Linked DNA regions of Salmo salar: region 1 is linked to region 2. Evidence: chromatin contacts called from public Hi-C data. All regions are on one chromosome and are shown on one strand. The core of a region is the stretch at or near the end of the contact, and the rest is flanking DNA. Distances in the headings are between cores, read along the strand shown.

Region 1 (6,683 bases), core at 1,123-3,622, 39 kb after region 2:
AGGATATGCATATTCTTGATACCATTTGAAAGGAAACACTTAGAAGTTTGTGGAAATGTGAAACGAATGTAGGAGAATAAAACACATTAGATCTGGTAAAAGATAATACAAAGAAAAAACCAACCGTTTGTGGAAATGTGAAAGGAATGTAGGAGAATATAACACATTAGATCTGGTACAAGATAATACAAAGAAAAAAAACGACTGTATTTTTCTGTACCGTCATCTTCTAAATGCAAGCGATTGGGCATAATTAATTATTCTAGCATAATTCATTATTCTAGCCCAGGTGCAATTTAGACTTTGGCCTCTAGATGGCAGCACCGCATGAACAAAGTTTTAGAGTGATCCAGTGAACTCTTGCATATCTATTCAAAATGTTTTATCAAGACTGCCCAAATGTGCCTAATTGGTTTATTCATACATTTTCAAGTTCATAATTGTGCTCTCTCCTCAAACAATAGCATGGTATTATTTCACTGTAATAGCTACTGTAAATTGGACAGTGCAGTTAGATTAACAAGAATTTAAGCTTTCTACACATATCAGATATGTCTATGTCCTGGGATTTTTTGTTTTGTTTCTTATAACCTCATTCTAATCACATTAGCATACGTTAGCTCAACCGTCCTGCGGACGGGACACCGTCTCTGTATAGATCCTTATTATTCTTTGTTCCTATATGGAACATAAGGCTTTCACAAGAAAGCGCCACTGCTGCTGATATTTAGACTTTTTTGGGATGTTTTTCCATGACAGGCCACTGTCCTTCATCTCATGTCCACGGTTCTTCATCAGGTTTCCTTTGGGTTACCAAAAACAGTGACAAGTTCTGATGAAAGAAGAGAGAACCCAGTTAGCCACTCTATTTTAAACATAAACAGTAAATAATATAGTAATAGCAATATAAATACACAACATGGTGATGTGGCCGTTGACACTTTGCTTCTTGAAAGTCCAATATCGTGAAAACTTGACAGCAAAACATTTTAGGACTGTATCAAGTGTGGACTAAGGAAAAAAATATTAAATATGTTTTTTTGAGTGGAGTATCCCTTTAAAGGCCCAGTGCAGTCAAAAACGTGATTTCCTGTGTTTTATATATATTTCCACACTATGAGGTTGGAATATTACTGCGAAATTTTGAAAGATAATGATAATGCCCATTTAGTGTAAGAGCTGTTTGAAAAGGCAGCCGGAAATGTCTTCCTGTTTTGATGGGATGAAGTTTTGGCCTGCCTGGTGACATCACCAGGAGGTAAATTAGTCATTAGACCAATAAGAAAGAGAGTTTACAAACCTCTGTCAATAACACCTAGTTTTCTGTTTCCCCTGGCAAAATTCTTGCTTGAGAAATTGCTCTTTGCTAAGAAGCAATTTTAGTTTATTTTTTACCACTTTAATTGAAAACAATTACAGTAAGGTACTTAATTGTTACCCAGAAATTATTTCATATTGAGAAGTTGGATTCAAACCACTGCTGGGACCCCCATCTGAGTCTCTCCAAAGACTGCATTGGCATACATTTTAAATAAACATCTGTGAATTTGTCAAACTTAAATAAACACTTATAACCAAATTCAACCCATACCTTCTCAGTACAATTGACCACACACCAAATATTTCCTCTCTCAAATGGTTGCCCTCGTTCAAATAATGGACTTGTCCATCAACAACACATACTCTACATTTGACATTCAGGTGAAAGCTCTCACCTGAAGTGGTCTAAGGCATGATTTGTTTACGTGTTCACCACTAATTAGGGTCCCAGGGGAAATACTGACTTAACTTTAGTTCCTACCCTGTTACATTATTTTCAAGGTGCAGAAAAAGGCCACACTTATTGACATCCGGCACACAAACTAACTTGGGAGGTGCCTCTGGTATTTGGTTGGGAGTACAGGAATAACACAAAAGGACAACTCAGAAAGAGACAGACGACTCTAACCTCCAGCCATGACTACAGTGTGTTGACTGATGGTCTAAAACAGCATTTCGCTGCGAAGCCTGTATATCCTCTTGGTCTATAAAACCAAGACATTGCAATTAGCTGAGCCAGAGACGGAACACAAAGCGAGACATCCCACTCCCTAATTTTTTCTGTTTCAATGGAAGTCAATGAACTAAGTAGACCAGACCCAGCTGCTATCGCGTTGGTGTCTATGGGAGAGCCACCCTTTAAGAAGACAGGAACTGAAATGTTTTTGCGGGGATACAGCCTGAGTGAACTATCTTCATTTATCCACCATCTTTGGCTGAGCTATAGCGATGACCTAGGTCACTTCCTCTTTTGTGAGCCTGCAGTGCGTGTCCGTGAGGGGAAGTGAACAGAGCAGGAAGAGGAAGTGAAACTAATGCGATGGGGTCTGTGAGCGCCAGGCTGGCACCAACTGGACAGGGCTCAGAGGATCATCAACCGCTGCCATACTGACCAATCATGTGATGGGAAGTGACAGGAAGTAGCAAAAATACATATATGGCTAAAAGTCAGAGCCCAGGTGTTGCTTTAGTACCAGTCATGCTTTACCCTTTCGCGAATTCCATTGGTGGAGTGTATGTATTGTTATAAAGAGGAACTGTGCGACTCTAGAGAGCACGTACAAAAGTGTTGGGTTGTGAGTAATTTCAACATTATATATTCTTTCAACATGCTTTACAAAAATAGTTCCCTTTTAGATATTTAAAATATCAGAAAGTGCCATAAACAGATCAAGAGTTAACAGGAATACTATCCATATGCAAAATATCCCCATAAATCAAAAACATACTCTTGTGGACATGTAAATTTCACTGAACCATGTAAGCAAATGTTCATATATCATTTATATACACAACAGTAAGTGTAGGCGTTACATTGGTGAACATGTAAATGCTGACCCTTAGATGCAGTTGATTTTCTCTTTTAGGCCTAAGGCACAGCAGAATCAGTAGCAGTGCAGATCAGACTAAACAAGCCTTTACTGACCTCTGGTGGCGAAGATCCTTACTGCTATTTTATGTGCAAAGAATATTAAAATAAATAAAGAGTACAGTGAAATGCCTTTCTTGCAAGCGCCGAACCCAACAATGTAGTAATCAATATCAATGCAGCACTAAAAATAACATATGGTAGAACAAAAATAAACGAGTTGGGTTACAACTGGGTGAACTGTTTTGTGGAAATCATTCTGATCAAACATACATAAACACAGACATGCTGAGAACAGTGGAAAATAGTCTGACTAAAAAGATAACAGGTAAAGCATTTCCATGGCTTGTAAATATGCAGACGTTTCAGCGCACGTCAATATGTGCCAAGTAACTTTACTATTGTGACAAGGTGACTTTTCCCGCAATGAAACACCAAAAGTAAAGTAGCCGTAACAGAAAATAACTTTTCCCGGCAACAAAAAAACAGCAGCACCCACAAGGTTACACCAGGCCTTTCGGGATGAGCCACTGGAAAACGTTCTGTATTAATTCATGTTTAGACCCTTTCCCCTCACCCTTCCTAGTGCTGAGGCATGGACACATTAACCTCCTTTCCCTCCCTCGCTCTTAAAATATATTCCTTTCTATCCAGGACCATATGTTTGACCCGTGGTCCCGGTGAATGTAGCCATCTGCTCGGTCCACCAGATGATCCGTGGCTGTGTGAGAATGCGCCTGTCTTTGTACAAACTCACTGGGCTCGACGTGGGAGAATCCCCGTCCAACAAAGGAGAACAGTCAACATTTTTAACCCATTCCCGGCCACGCCTTCCTCAATGGAAGCCACCCCATCCCATTGTCACGCTGACAAGGGAATGATGAACTATCAGTTTCTCATTACTGACCCGCTAACGGTGCTATGGGTTCAGTTTTCGTTTTATTATGCTCCGATTCTTTGTCGTTGCGATGACCCATGAATCTCACTGGAGATAGAGGGCAACTGATCAACATATTAAAAAGGGGGAAAACTTATGGGATATTAATTTGACATGGCAATGTCATTGAGAAAAAGGGAGATGGAAGCTAACTGCTCCTAGAGTAACTCAAGTATAGAGATTGTGTGTCACTCCGTTTCACATTGAGCTACTATTAGCTTTTTGTCATGTTTAAAAATAAACAGCCACGCAAACGACACAGCAGTGGTTTGGCCAGGCGTCAGCTGTCATGTGAAGGCATTCAGTTGTATTGCTATGCAGGGAGTGAGCAGAGGGGGTAAAGATTAGGGATGAAACAAAAGCCATCTTATCTCCATATGAAATCTGATCCGCTTGGCTACCCCCACCCAATGCACACACACACTGAACTCCCAACACACTCTGAATAACAAAGGACAAACTATAGAAGAGAGTAGTCCCGTTACAGTAGCCTACAGATTAACCTGTGGGTAGTGTCTATTGACCTGCTTTACAATGAAACAAAAGTTCCAAAGAAATCAGTGTAGCTGTGTTATAACTAGGTTAGTGCGACAGGACGCTATAGGCAAACAAACCAAAAGTTTCTCAATGTGCCACTACACAAGTTATTTGGAGTGACTCATCAGAATCTGAAGAGGCATGTTCATTTGGGAATATGGTAGACATTATGCAAAAACACTGATGGCTCCGTGACAAATTCAGTCTTTGTAAATGTAGTGCTGCATTTCACAGATGCAACCATTGTGGGCAGATTCCCCCAACCACCTTGAAGACAGAGTAAATACAATTCATGTAAGATTAAACAAACATTGTTTAAAAAAAGTTTATTTCCAGTACAACAAAAAAATATATTAAACTTAATACAAACTCAAAAAGTTCTATAAATACGTTAAAATAAATTAAACTTAATTTACTAAAGAAGCTTGAAACATGTTGGTCAAAAAGGTATTTAAATACAATGGAATGCAAAAAAAGCATCCGCTCTCAGAACCAACTACCAAAACATCTCAGATACAAACCATCTACCATTAGATCTCCAAGGACTTCTAGAAAGACTACAATTCAATCTACTGAACCAGGTGCCGTTTAGGTCCAACTCAATAGAATCAGATTAACGGCAACCCAGTTTAATCATATCACTTTGCCATTTACATGTATTTTTCTGCTAATCAGGGATTACATGCAGTCTACCACACAAGGGATACACACTGTACTCTTGGTGCGTCTTCAGAACATCTACATACAACTTCAAACATTTGCAGAGATTACAGAAACAAGTGAGAAAACAATTATTAATTCTCACAAGCCACCTTGCTAAGTAAAGTTATGAAACCAATTTAAGCTTTGATATAAAATAGAAGAAAAAAAATCCAAGGTTCCCCTGCAACTAACAGTGAAATTTGCAGTTTCCAACAACAACAAAAAACTAAAAGTTTACAGGCACTAAAGTCAATAAAATAACTAAAGTGGGTTTTTGGAAAAGGTCAATTTCTTAAGCCCAGTCAGAAGAACAGTGTACAATAAAGAAAAAAATATCACAATAGTCAACCAACATTCATAGGGGGAAATCTAACTTGGCAGAGATGCATTGTGTCCTTGTCTTTGGCTTTTTTAACATTCTAAGATTCATGAATTGCTTCTCAAACTGTCATTTACATGACTAGTTCACTTCTTACAACTGCAGGTGGCAGGAATGGAGGACTTCCAGTGGCAATAACACTGATTACACCATTTTTCTCTCTCCAAACCAGTCAGTCAAACAACTCTGGCACCTTGCCTTGCTGTCAACTTGTACCTCGAAATTGTACAGCTTAATTTCGCTTGAGCTTAACTGAAGCACATTTCTGTGTCAAGCATCTGCCCGTACAATACATTAGGTACACAATAGTATGCAGTCACGGTGCTTTAAAAAAAAATACGCACTGAGTGGTTCAGGAAGGTTTGAGGAGACCATCCTACCTAGAGGAAGAAGCTAGTGCCGCTGCAGCACTCGCTGCTGAAGCCCTCGTCAGGCACTGAGAGCTGGCTGAAGATAGGCAGCCGCCGACCAGACCCATCTGGACCAGAAGAGTCAGACCCACTGAGGCTGCTGGCTGAGCTGCCACACCCACCCTCGTGGTCAGACAGGGAGGTATAGGAGAGGCTCCTGGCCCTGAGAGCAGGCCCACAGGGGGGACTCTGGCTCTGCTGCAGGCTGCAGCCCTCTGATAAGGTACAGGGGTTCTGGGAGGGGGAAGGCACAGGGGACAACCCACAGAGGGAACAGCCTGAGTCAGGAGAGGGAAGAAACTGAGACTGGAGTTCATGGGCCGGCTCAAAGACACAGTCCACCTCGGAGAAGGCGTGGGAGAGCAGGTCGGTGATGTCAGCTGAGGTGGGAGGGGAGACTGAAGGCACGAGGAGGAAGGGGTGGGGGAGGGAGTGCTCCAGGGGCTGTGGAGGGGCGGAGGGGAAGCCTCCGAAGCTGAAGCTCTGCCTAAGTAGAGGGGGTCGTCTGGTGCGGGGGGTTTGGGGACCAGGCCCAGGTCTGGCAGGACCAGGGCCCAGGTCGTCCTCGTTGTTATGAACAAAGTGGCAGCGGATGCCGTAAGGACAGAAGCCAATGGTGTGGAAGGTGCGACAAGGCTCCGTCTTGTACTTGGGGTGTCTGTTGAGGTCACGTATCTCATCAAAGCCGTGGGCAAACTGGCACTTCCCCCCGTACTTACAGATGCCACTCTCAGCAAAGGTGCGACAGAGTTCAGTCTTATAGCGTGAGGAGGTGGGAGACCCAGAGACAGGGCCACCAGTAGGGGAGGC
Region 2 (7,089 bases), core at 4,404-6,903:
CTTTGTCACAAGGCGTCCCCACTCTGGACACAGCTACATGGTTCACTGACAACACTGTTCCCTACTTTATCCTGAGAGAGAGAGAGAGAGAGAGAGAGAGAGAGAGAGAGAGAGAGAGAGAGAGAGAGAGAGAGAGAGAGAGAGAGAGAGAGAGAGAGAGAGAGAGAGAGAGAGAGAGAGAGAGAGAGAGAGAGAGAGAGGAGAGAGAGAGAGAGAGAGAGAGAGAGAGAGAGAGAGAGAGAGAGAGAGAGAGAGAGAGAGAGAGAGAGAGAGAGAGAGAGAGAGAGAGAGAGAGAGAGAGAGAGAGAGAGAGAGACTGGCAGATTCTGCACTCAGCTTTGACTGCCATACCACGCTTGCCTGTGAGGGGTTGGTTCAATCATTCCCACGATGGCTGGCCATTCGGACCTAGGATCAGCCATATCATTAACAAGAATAGGCTAGCACTGCGTTTAGCAACACCTACCCACCTCACAAGACAGTTTGGGATGGCAGCGTAGCCTAGTGGTTAGAGCGTTGGACTAGTAACCGAAAGGTTGCAAGTTCAAATCCCCGAGCTGACAAGGTACAAATCTGTTGTTCTGAACTAGGCCGTTAACCCACTGTTCCTAGGCCGGTTTGGAAAATAAGAATTTGTTCTTAACTGACTTGCCTAGTTACATAATAGTAAAAAAAAAAAAAAAACAGTTTCAAGTGTTCTTTTTTATTATCTGCTCAGTGTGAAAATAATGCATCAGCAATTTGACCTAGATAAAGATGGACAATGAAGCCCAGTGTCACTGGTACTGCGGTGTGTTGTCACTGCGCGCTTGGCCACGATATTCAGGTGCATGCAAACGTTAAGGAATACGGTTTCACGCTTGGATTGACAAACAAGCGTCCATGTTTCAACTGGCACAAAGCAAGTGGGTTACGTGACTCGGTTTTGATATTCATTGATAGCCCATTTTCTATTACAGGGAGACAGCCTATGTATACTGACATCCATTCAGGTTTTCCAGATATGGTAGACAGTGCTGTGTTTAAGTGGGGTTGTGTAAATAGAGGGGAGGCAGCATCAACTCACAGAGCCAGTGTGTGAAAGACAAGGGGTGGTATTCCATATATAAGGCCATGTTTGTTCTTCTGGGAATATTTCACACTGCCAAAATGTGTTTCGGAGGGAAGTGTAAAAACTACACCACCATAGTGAAAACAGAGTGCCACAAATGCAATCCCTCTGAGGACCGCTACAGTAAACTACCGCCTTGTCTTGCTGAGGTCATTCTAAAAAAAAACAGACATACCTGGAAAACACTATGTACCAAAGTACTACCCAATTTCAGTTGATTTTTTCAAAAGACAGATCTTTAAAAAATCATCTTAAACTTAATTTGTGGACTCATGACAGGTTCAACGTTGAGTTTGACAGAAAAAAAGAATATAGGCTAAGGTAAAACATACAAAGGCAATAGAGGAAAACGTCTATCACACAAACATTATAATCAATGCAGAGCAATATGTAGCCACTGTAAAGAACTTAGGCTTACTATACAGCACAAGTGCTCATATACAGTACACCTATTTCACAAAGACGCACTGATTACAAACAAAGGATAAGAACACAGAAACAACTCTTGAAGAAATAAGAGCCACTGTATTTCTAAGCGGTGAGACTCACTGTTAGTAATGTAAGGCGAGCAGGAAAGGAAGGTACTTTCCCTTGTAAAAGCTCTGTAAATATGGGCTCGTGACCAACGGTAGCAGCAGCAGCCGAGTTAGTCGATGCCTTCTGTATCTAATTTATCTAATTTATCTCATTTATATAAGTATTCACACCCCTGAGTCAATACATATTAGAATCACCTTTGGCAGTGATTACAGCTGTGAGACTTTCTGGGTAAGTCTCCAAGAGCTTTGCACACCTGGATGATATAATATTTGTATAAAAATTATTCTATCTCTGTCAAGATGGTTGTTGATCATTGCTAGACAGCCATTTTCAAGTCTTGTCATAGATTTTCAAGACGATTTAAGTTAAAACAGTAACTAGGCCACTAGTAACTAGGCCACAACTAGGAACATTCAATGTCATCTTGGTAAGCAACTCCAGTGTATATTTGTCCTTGTGATGTAGGTTATTGTCCTACTGAAAGGTGAATTTGTCTCCCAGTGTCTGTTGGAAAGGAGACTGAACCAGGTTATCCTCTAGGATTTTGCCTGTGCTTAGCTCCATTCCATTTATTTTTATCCCCCCAAAAAACTCCTTAGTACTTGCCAATGGCAAGTATACCCATGCTTTCTGTCAGCAAGGACTAGAGAGTTTTTCGGGGGGATAAAAATAAACGGAATACATGCACCATGCTTGAAAATATGAAGAGTGGTACTCAGTGATGTTTTGTGTTGGATAATGTCTTATTGCAAACAGGATTCATGTTTTGGAATATTTGTAGTCTGTACACGCTTCCTTCTTTTTACTCTGTCATTTAGGTTAGTATTGTGGAGTAACTAGAATGTTGTTGATCCATCATCAGTTTTCTCCTATCACAGCCATTAAACTCTAACTGTTTTAAAGTCACCATTGGCCTCATGGTTTCCTTCCTCTCGAGCAACTGAGTTAGGAAGGACGCCTGTATCTTTGTAGTGACTGGGTGAATTGATACACTATCCAAAGTAAAATGAATTACTTCACCAATGCTCAAAGGGATATTCAACATCTGCTTTTTTTTTTTTTACCCATCTACCAATAGGTGCCCTTCTTTGTGAAGCATTGGAAAAACTCCCTGGTCTTTGAGGTTGAATCTGTGTTTGAAATTCACAGCTCGACAGATAATTGTATGTGTGCGGTACAGAGAGTCGTTCAAAAATCATGTTAAACACTATTATTGCACACAGAGTGAGTCCATGCAAATTATTATGTGACTTGTTAAGCACGTTTTTACTCCTGAACTTATTTAGGCTTGCCATAACAAAGAGTTTGAAAATGTATTGATAATTTCTTTATTTGTAAACATTTCTAAAAACATAATTCCACTTGGACATTAAGGGGTTTTGTGTGTAGGCCAGTGACACAAAATCTCAATTTAATCAATTTTAAATTCAGGCTGTAACACAACAAAATGTGGAAAATGTCAAGGAGTGTGTATACTTTATGAAGGCACTGTAAATACCGACTATTGCTGATCAATTTCAATACAGTCAGATTTCTCACCATAAGTTTTTGTGATAATTTCCCTAATTCATACAACAGCCACCCCACCCCATGCACATATGTCAGCATGAGTGTTCATAAGGGGGTTCCTGCCTAAACATGCCTATTGGGATGCCTGTAGTGTACAAACTGCACCTTTGCCAAGACAGGAAAGCTCGAATGGAAAGCTTGGCGTATTGGCTCGAATGGAAAGCTTGGCGTATTGCACATCATTGCTCACCATAGAATATCCCTTAGGGCTTAGCTAGTATGTATATTTGTGTGAGCACGTGTGCATGAGTAAGTATGCCGCGCCCCTCCCAACTCACTAGGAGCGAGTTTCCATACTCTCGGGACCAGTGCCAGAAAAGAAACTTGGAGAAAATGCACACCCCTGCACAGCTTGAGAAACCAAACAAGTGGATTGGGAAACAAAATTGAAAAAAAGGGAAAGAGAGAGCAAGGAGTGAAATATTTTCCATTTCTCATTAACCATTTTTAAATATAATTTCCAACCAAATTTGACAAGGTAGTGGAAGCCTGGGGTTATTTTTAACTGGACATGAGTAGGCATGCCTGCCCTGCCTGCTTCTGTGGCCGGGAGTTATTATGCTGCCTTCGACTGATGAAACATGAGCTTTTCAGGGCCCCTGATGGACGTGTCCCACTGCTGTTGGGATAATGGCATAAAGTGAAAGGTACACTGTGACCACTATGGTGGGAAACTGACATAATATGTCTTGGGAGGGAGGGAGGGAGGGACATAGAGTGTCTCTGCCTCAAGTTTGTGTTCCCGTTTCACATCCAACCCTTGGCTATATAGACAATGATGAGTTAGCTTACTGGAATATGTATACAGCAGTTACTACACATCATGTAAGGCCAGTCTCTGCACCCATTTCCCCTCACATTGTCTCCATAATACGACCTTAATAGTGAGATAAATAGAGGCTTTAAAGCTTAGGACACAACCAGATAATACAAAAACACTAAGGATCCAGCAAAAGCGGTGCTGAAGTCATTATATAAGCATTTTAGGGTGTGATAGGGTTCAAGTAAAATGAGCAGTTTCCTCAAACACTGAAATAGTGCCCCTTCTGCCATTAGGTAGTTTTGCAATCAATTGACTCAACTGAAAGAGCTCAAAGCCCATCCAAGTGTAATCATTTCAAAGTAAATATATGACTTTCTGTCGCACTGCCTTGTCAGACTTATGAACTGTGTGACGACAAACCCAAACGACAAATAGAGACACCTCTAAGCGCTGTAGATCAACTGAACATGGCCCAGTCGATCCATGGGACACTGTCACTGGATACATTTTGACTGATAGATTTTTAAAACCCTCTCCACTTCTTCAACTTGACACTATTTACATGAGCAAATATAGCACAACTAATGAACAAAATACTCTCCGAATATAGTCCACTAATCAAGACAAAGAGTTGGTTACTCCTCACTTTGACATTTGGGCATTCTTGCACATGCTTTATTGTTGTTGGAAGGTGGATAGCTGCTGAGTTAATGCCTCGTGACTTCAGTATTTAGCCACACAAATTCAGATGCGTTTCTCACTCGTGTGAACAGTGCTATATCAGGCAAGGGATAGACCCAAGGTTTCATTATTGGTTAAATAGCAGAAACAGAAACATATTTTCATTATCCAAGAGTTTCCTGCTATCGAGGGACTAACATTGCCTGTTTATACTTGGGCTACCAGTAACACAGATGGAAAAAATCACACAACCTAATCCAGCCTACATGATATCACAAATAGAAACTGAAAAACCCTGTGTTTGAAGTCTAGACTGATTACTGGATAATGTTGTTTGTTACAGTAAGATCATACTAAAGTCATTACCTACATGGATTCATGTCAACTGTTTTTACGTTGTCACAATGCACATGAGCGTATTTATGTCTATAGCCTAAGGGTATATATATAAATAAATATATTGTTCCCCTTTGAGAGATAGCCTATAACTGTTGGAAAATGAAGGTAAAGACGGGAAATTGTATTAAAGACAGATGTTCTACAAAAACACAGAGCGGGTGTCACGCATAGAAACCAATGAGGAAAAAGTCTGGGGTAATTCTGGTAACAGCCTTGGGGAAAATGTGTCCAGCAACGAAGTAGTTAATCATAGCCTGCTACCCCAAAACTATTCGTCATCGTGGTTGAAAATCTAATGAACATAGGCAAATAATGAACAAGTGTGTCAGTATTTGTGGGCGTATTATGTTGTTGCCATATATAGCCTAGTCTATACGATGCGTTTATGTTTGAATGTTGGTGAAACTGAAACATTTCACAGCTGACTAAAACTACAAAAACTAGGCAACCTTGGTTGGTTGAGTTGTGTACGAAACTTTATGGGAGTGGTGTCCGGGAAAATAGCACAGGAAACCCCGCCTGCCTGTCAGCCCAGACAAACTATAAAAGGCTAGCAATGCATTAACAGCGCAGCGCAATCGCCCGTGTCTTGCAGCTGAAAGTGACAGGCGAACTAAAACGTTTCAAAGGACAAGAACACATCGAAGCATGTCCGATATGATCGACGATATTGTCACGAGGGTAAGGTTTATTCACTGTGTTTATATTTATGTTTTTGTTCAGATCAGTAACATATGCTATGGTTATGCTTTTGGTTCGTAAAAAAACTACTACTAGACTATTGTATAAGTTGTAGGCTACTTTGAACTTTGATTACATGTTGAAATATTCACAAAACATATTTAACATCATTAAAAGATTACCTGGGAACAGGGCATAGGCTACAATTCTGCATCCTGGGTAGTCTATAGGATAGGTATAACGTGATCATTTATTGACAGTCATATTTCTCTCCACAGAATCTGATCAATCTTGGTTTAGATGAACCATTCATCCAGCAACAAATTCAACCAATGGCACCTCGTCTCAACAGTTCAACTTCGTTCTTCTCACCAAAAAGTCATAGTCTAAACTCTGAGCAACTGAACGATGATACCCCTTGGCCACTTGACATTTGGAGCAAGATGGCTCCAAGTAAACAACAGGTTTCCTTCAGACCTGACCGCTCCATGAGTCTAACCGAATCCAATATCCTCTCCTTCGGTAAAATGAAGACCCTGGATGAAGTGCCTCCACCTCCTGGATTTCCTCCACTGAACAACCCGACTCCTCTCCCTTCCAACCGTTACAAAACCGAACTGTGCCGTAGCTTCCAGGAGAACGGAAGCTGTAAATATGGGAGCAAGTGTCAGTTTGCCCATGGAGAGCCTGAGCTGCGCGGTTTGTACAGGCACCCAAAATACAAAACGGAGGCCTGTCGCACCTTTTACAACTTTGGCTACTGCCCATATGGAGCCCGCTGTCACTTCATTCACGAAGAGAAACTCACCCCCTTGACCCAAAAGTTCCACAACCAAGCACTTGCTGATCAGAACCCACGTCAGCTCCGTCAGAGCGTCAGTTTCGCAGGTTTCATGAGATCACGCAGCTCTCCTCCCCCTGCGCTCCACGACCCCCTTGGCTTCACCCGTGCGCCCTCGGTGTCACCACCCCCAGCGGACATTCTCTCCCCAGTGTTCAATGACACCCAACACAACACATTTCAGTTTTGTCAGAGCCGACCCAGTGTTGGTGACATCCACAACATCCCTATGATAGTTGAGCCACAGAAGCCCTCACGCTGCGTTTGTGGCCACGGAAATAACTTCCCAAACACTCTGAACAAATCTTACGCTATGGAGGACCGCAACAATGTCTACATCACCCAGCCAAACCTCCAGCGCTTCTCTTCTGAAGATTCCCTCTCAGATCGGGATAGTTGCAACAGCACAGGAAGCACCAGCGGTTCAGAGTCCCCCACCTTTGATGGGGCTGGCAACAAGCGCCTCACCGTCTTTGCGCGCCTGTCACTCTCTGACTAGGAAAC

What was found. A called contact is a pair of places that touch in the nucleus more often than the background predicts.
Region 1: a contact with region 2 is called in a Hi-C map of gill, with 2.4 times the contacts expected there. The contact joins the enhancer-like site here to the promoter of tisb in region 2. A contact is called at or near these places in 2 of 3 Hi-C or Micro-C datasets (gill and muscle).

What each region holds. Positions count from the first base shown.
Region 1 is chrssa09:117,286,324-117,293,006 of Ssal_v3.1, forward strand. It overlaps LOC106612723 (mRNA decay activator protein ZFP36L1), which reads right to left. Exons shown (of 2, transcript XM_014214175.2): 2 at 4,684-6,683. The coding sequence ends at 5,844. Among protein-coding and RNA genes, the nearest start is that of LOC106612723, 5.0 kb to the right of the region's middle. Within about 2 kb of position 2,373, at least 5 of the 13 cell types and tissues checked have an H3K27ac peak or open chromatin away from gene starts, as enhancers often do. A contact at or near this core is called in gill, where this site is marked.
Region 2 is chrssa09:117,244,366-117,251,454 of Ssal_v3.1, forward strand. It overlaps tisb (Butyrate response factor 1), which reads left to right and starts at 5,654. Exons shown (of 2, transcript NM_001140451.1): 1 at 5,654-5,744; 2 at 6,023-7,089. The coding sequence starts at 5,712. The coding sequence ends at 7,084.